Regions from separate parts of the Mus musculus genome. Here region 1 is linked to region 2. A link is a contact called in public Hi-C data. All regions are on one chromosome and are shown on one strand. The core of a region is the stretch at or near the end of the contact, and the rest is flanking DNA. Distances in the headings are between cores, read along the strand shown. Region 1 holds the start of Axin2 (axin 2). Region 2 holds the start of Tlk2 (tousled-like kinase 2 (Arabidopsis)).

Region 1 (2,700 bases), core at 26-2,525, 3.7 Mb after region 2:
GGAATGTTCGCCCTCCCTTCAGAAGGCCAGGCCCTTGCTTCTCTCGGCTTTCCTCTCTTTGGATTACTTTGCCCTGGGCTCCGCTGTTGATATTTTGTTGCTGCTGTTGTGTTACTGCTTTGTCTCTGAGAGATTGAGCCTTAGGTAGCCCAGGCTGGCTTCCATTTTACTAAGTTGGTCTTGGAATTCTCATTCTATTGATTGGCTCTACCTTGGGGTGGCAGCCATGTGTCACCAACTCTGGCTTATGTGGTGCAGGGGTTGGGGCGGAACTGAGCGTTTGTGAAGTAAGAACTCTATCAGGCTACCTACTCACTTCCATTCCCCCCCCCCCCCCCCCCCCGCAAGTTTATCAGCTCATCCACGGGGAAATGCTCTACAACAACAGATGAATGAATAAGTGTTCTGAACTTATGGCATATTTTTTTAAGGCCCGTGCCTTATAAATATTTTGGGGAGAATGTGGAAAGGAATTCGAAGGTGACAGTGGGGTGAATTTTTAATACTTTAACACCGCGTATGTGTGGGAGGCATTCCACGGCTGTTTAATAAGTAACATATGGGATGGTGGCAGCCCTTTGGGAGAGTGTGGTGGGCACGGATTTGTTGGGGAAAGAGGTCCATGAGTGTGCAAGGAAGGTGCTGACTGATGTGTAAGGTTGCAATATTGGGGAACTGAGGTGCGCACCTTGATTCCACTGTGGAGACAAATTCACAACCGCCCATCTTCATCCAAACACAACTGTCCACAAACTATTTCTATATTAGTGCAAATAGATACTGGAGCACAAGTGCACACACACACACACACACACACACACACACACACACACACATACACACACATCATGCCTTCTGAGTCAGAGTACGCCCTAAGAATTGGCCAGCGGATCTAGCTCCTACCAGAAGGCTCTCCAAATTCCCAGGGAAATTTGAAAAAAGGTAGGAACGTGTTTGATTTGATGGAGGGGGGCGGGGGGGGGGCGGGTGCTTTATTGCAGTTCTTGCAATGGCCAGAGAGAAACTGGCATTCTAGAGCTGGAGAGCGCTAGGTAGGCAGGGGGAGGAGACATGAGCAGAGGCTGGAGAACTTGAAACATGAAATCAATCAGAACTCCGGCCGAGAACACCCCGGGGCCGCCAGCAGCCGGCGGGGGGCAGACGAGGGCCAAGGAAGGGTTAACGCGGGAGCTGAGTGTGCCACGGGGGCCGGGCCGGGGCGGGGCAGAGCGGGCGCGCGCTGTCCCTTTAAGGCGGGCGGCGCGCGGGCCGGCCGAGCGCCTCTGTGATTGGCGCGGCGGGATCACTGGCTCCCCGAGCCCGGCCCGGGGGAGTCGGCTGGAGCCGGCTGCGCTTTGATAAGGTCCTGGCAACTCAGTAACAGCCCAAGAACCGGGAAATAAAAATAAGCAGCCGTTCGCGATGGATTTCGGGGCCACCCGGAGGCCGAGGCGTCCGCCTCCCCAAAGGAGAGCTTTGCTGTAAAAGGTGGGGTCGGAGGCTCGGTCCCGTCGCAGCCGTTTCTAAGAAAGCTCCGTGCGGCCGGGGGCGGTTGGCAGCGGGGCGCGGGGCCGCGGGAGGGGGCGACCGGGAGCAGGCCGGGGTAGTAGAGGGGTGCGGATTGCACGGCCCCCCAAAAGGGGCGCTGGAGCGCGCTGGGCTGGCCCGGGTGCGGCTCGCATACCTCCCTTCCAGGACCGTGCGCTCGGCTCGCGCCTTTGAAGTGCACAGTTAAATCCACAGCGCAGTTTTTGTTGGAAGCGCCCGGAGGACATTTGGTGCGCCTAGTGACTGCTGGAAACAGGACCTGGGTTGAAAGCCGGCCGGGCGGGGGCCGGGGGCGGCCGCGGTGGGGGCGGAGGCCCACTCGGATCTTTTGCATAAAAGGGGCAGCGGGGCGCACGATCCCCCCCCCCAAAAAAAACCCGGCGCAGACCTCGGGATCGTTGTTTTCCGTGCACCCCCTCCTCCGCCTCCGCGAGACTCCTCATGTTCCCCACGCCCGGGCGGGCCCGGGGGGGCCCCGGGGCAGCCTCTGCGAGTCCAGCGGGGGACCCGGGCAGGGGCTCTGCCCGCGGCGCCTGCGAGGTCTCCGCAAGGAGTGCGCCAGCGGATCAATGGTGAGTGCCGAGGCCGCGGCGGTCCGGCGGCCGGCGCGCTTTGATGTGCGGGGCGGCGCTTTGAAGTTGGCAGGCCGGCTATTTCGGGGCGCGCTCCGGGCCCGCGCGGAGGGGAAGCGGCGGGCTCGGCGCCCAGCGCTCCGGGGGGTTTGGCCGGGCGGCCCTGCGCGCGGTGAGCTGGAGTCCCCTCCCCTGCGCGGGGTCCGGGGTGGCGGGGGGCCGGTCAGGGAGACTTCTCCAAGTGGCGTTGGGGACGGAGGCGGAGACGGGCAGCTCGCCCTCGGGGGTCGAGTCGCCGTGGGTGTGGATGAGTTGGGGTGTGCGTGTTCATGCGAGTGCTTTTGGAAGGTGGGATGAAAGGGTGGCGGCGCCCCCCGCTTGCCCTCCCCGCCCTTCCACCGCCCCCTCCCACTTCTTTCCCCACTAGTCTCCCCCTCCCATCCGCGGGTCCGCGCTTAGGTGCCGGGAGCGCTGGTGAAGGCTCAGTCTGAGGGTAGAACCGGCCAGAGCCCAGGGCGCTCCCGTCCCCCCGTTCCTCCTTGCCGCCCCTTTTGCGGAGAGGCCGAGACTCCGCGCGTCG
Region 2 (2,700 bases), core at 34-2,533:
CTTTCCAAGCAGCCTGGGATCTGGAAGATGACTCCCAATTTGAGTTTTTCTACTTGAGTTCTGAAGGATGGAGAATGTACAAAAAGGAATTATCATCCTTTGCCCATTTGGCAGGTCTCTGTCCAGTCAATATGTGGAAAAATTAATAATAACAGAATTCTACTTTGGAGTACTTGCCAACGCCTGGAAAAGTTCAAGCCGGCTGTGTAAAAGCTTGAATGTTTCTCTTGTGATTCCCTTGTAGTCCTTCAGACACGTTCAGACATCTGGTCAAGGAAGCATCAGAAGAAAACAAAAAGCTGAGTCGTTACTTTGAAGTCCGTGTCTTGGCTCGTGAAACTAGGTGAAGAAAGTGACTTTTTCCCCCTTTGGCGCTGGGGTCAGAGGTGGAACCCTTTCCCATGCAGGAAAGCCCTCCTGTCGCAGGCGCTCACCCTCTCAGCAGACACTCTGAAGAGCAGGCCCCCAGCACCCCAGGAGGGCCATCTTGTCACCGGAGGTTAAGATGGAACCTCCCCCTAGGTGCTTTGAGAGAGTTCCCCGGGGGGCGGGTAGCGACCTCCGCTCTGGAGGGGGGCATGCTGGTGAGGGCTCGGCTGTGATCCCAGGACACCTTTGTCCCTGGAGACGCCAGGCCAGTCAGGTACGTGGAAGGCGAGAGCCGCCGGCCGGCTTTCCGTGCCTGTGGCGTGGCGTGGCGTGGCGTGGGGTCTGGGGACGTGGACCATGGCTGCGGGGGATGGCCGGCTGGCGGACATCGGGTGGGCACCGCGAACTCAGTGACACCCCTTGCCCCGCTCCCGGGCTCTCTCCTCGGATCCATCGCTGGGCAGAGCAACCTCTTTCCTCACCCCAAAAAATGTGTGTAGATGAGAGGCAGGGCGAGCGCGGCAGTCCCGCCGGGTCGCCGCTCCGACGCTGCTCCGCGGCCTGAGGCGCAGCCCAACCGTCGGCCTCCGACTCTGTCTCCACAAAGGCGGGCTCCCGAGGCTCCGGCCCCGGCCGCTTACCCGGCGCCCCCGAGCCGACCAACCACCCCTCACGTCGCAGGCGGGGCCGCAAGCGCCGCCAGCCGCCCGCCCTCAGCAGCCCTGTCAGGCGCGGCCTGTTCCGCCGGTGCGGGGTCCCCTGGTTAACCCCTGCCCGCCAGCGCGGCCGCTGATTGGAGGAGGCGGAGCTCCGGGGGCAGCAGCGACCCTCCCCCCAACACCTTTCCCGTCCCCTCCCCCACGGCCGGCACTACCTCCCCCCCACCCCAGGAACACCCCCCCCCCGTGCCTCCCAGCCGTGCAAATCTCGCGAGGAAACACGCGGTTTCACTAGTGTGTTTACACCGATCACTACTAATCCGGACCGAACCGATCCGGATTAAGGGGCCGGAGGCGGGTCCTGGGCACTAGCGGTTCCGACCCCCCCCCCATCCCGCCCTCCGCGCCGCACCCGAGTGGCCCCCAGCCGAGCGGGCCCCCACTTCTCGGCCCGACCCAGACCCTTCTGCGCCTCCCTTGGCCTTTGTCCGGCGCCAGGAGGCCGGCCCCGCGCCCCCCGGCGGCCGCCCGGGCCCGGGCCCGCGTCAGCCGCCTGGCTCCGTACGCGAGCTCGGGGATCTGCGGCCTCCGTGGCCCCCCTCCCCCGCCCGCCCTGTCGTGGAGCCCGGCGCCGCCGGCGGCTGCCCGGGCGGGGGGTTGCGGCGCTCAGGAGAGGCCCCGGCTCCGCCCCGGGCCTGCCCAGGGGGAGAGCGGAGCGGTCAGCAGCCGGGTCGGGTCGGGGCCCCTCCCGAGAGGAGAGTGGAGCGGCAGCGGCGGCAGGTGAGAAGCTCAGCCCCTGGACGTGGAAGGGCGCCGGGGCCTGGGGTATTAACCGTCCCGGGGGCCCCACTCCAGGGCCCGAGGAGGCTGCGACCCGGGCCGGCGTCGTGCCGCAGCTCCTGGGCGCCGAGGCGGGAGGTGCTCCCCGAGGGCTGCGGGGTCGCCGAGGGGCCGGGCCGAAGATGGACCAGGCCCAGGCCTGGGAGTGTGGCGGTCGGCCTGCCGGGAGAGGCGACTCCGGGGAGCTGGAGGCCTCGGCAGCCTACGGGGCGCCCCCGAGAGCTGTCCCTCGCTCCGTCCGTGACAGGTGGGCCCGGAGTTGGGGAAAGTTTGGAGCCGGCGAGGGGCGCCGGGACCAGGCCCCATCGGTCCTGCTTCCCGGCTTGGGGCCATTGGGAGGATCCCGGTCCAAAGCCCCTCTGGAAAGAGATGGGGTGGGTATTTTCTGATCATGAGTTGACATTAAATGGGGTAACTGCTAGGGCCTCATTTTCTGGGCCAGGCCTGGGGATGGAGGGTTGGGAAATGTTTCCAGAGACCTTGGGATTGGGGAGAGACTGCATTGTAACCTCTGCCTTTCCGACCTCGATTATTAGGGCAGGACAAGTAGTGAGCAAGGCCACCTACCTACTTAGGGAAAACTCGGTTTTCTTCTCAGTCTTTTTTTTTTTTTTTTAAGATGCCTTTCTACCATTCTAACAGTTTCCTAATTCCTTACTTGTGTGTGTGAGTGAAACTTGAATTCGTCACCTTTTCATTCCCCTTTGCTCCAGGCATTCAGTCCAGGAAGGGAAATGAAAGTTAGGACGGGTGTAGGGGATGTTACTGGAAATTATGGAGCTGTTAGATTGCAGAGAAGGTTTGATTCCTTTTTCAGTGAACTTTAATACAA

The links. Hi-C and Micro-C count contacts between places; a contact is called where the count stands out from the background.
Region 1: a contact with region 2 is called in a Hi-C map of CD8 T cells, with 11 times the contacts expected there. The contact joins the promoter of Axin2 here to the promoter of Tlk2 in region 2.

Annotation. Positions count from the first base shown.
Region 1 is chr11:108,919,074-108,921,773 of GRCm38.p6, forward strand. It overlaps Axin2 (axin 2), which reads left to right and starts at 1,276. Exons shown (of 11, transcript NM_015732.4): 1 at 1,276-1,488.
Region 2 is chr11:105,180,244-105,182,943 of GRCm38.p6, forward strand. It overlaps Tlk2 (tousled-like kinase 2 (Arabidopsis)), which reads left to right and starts at 1,284. Exons shown (of 22, transcript NM_001112705.2): 1 at 1,284-1,808. It overlaps 1700052K11Rik (RIKEN cDNA 1700052K11 gene), which reads right to left and starts at 1,190. Exons shown (of 1, transcript NR_027956.1): 1 at 1-1,190.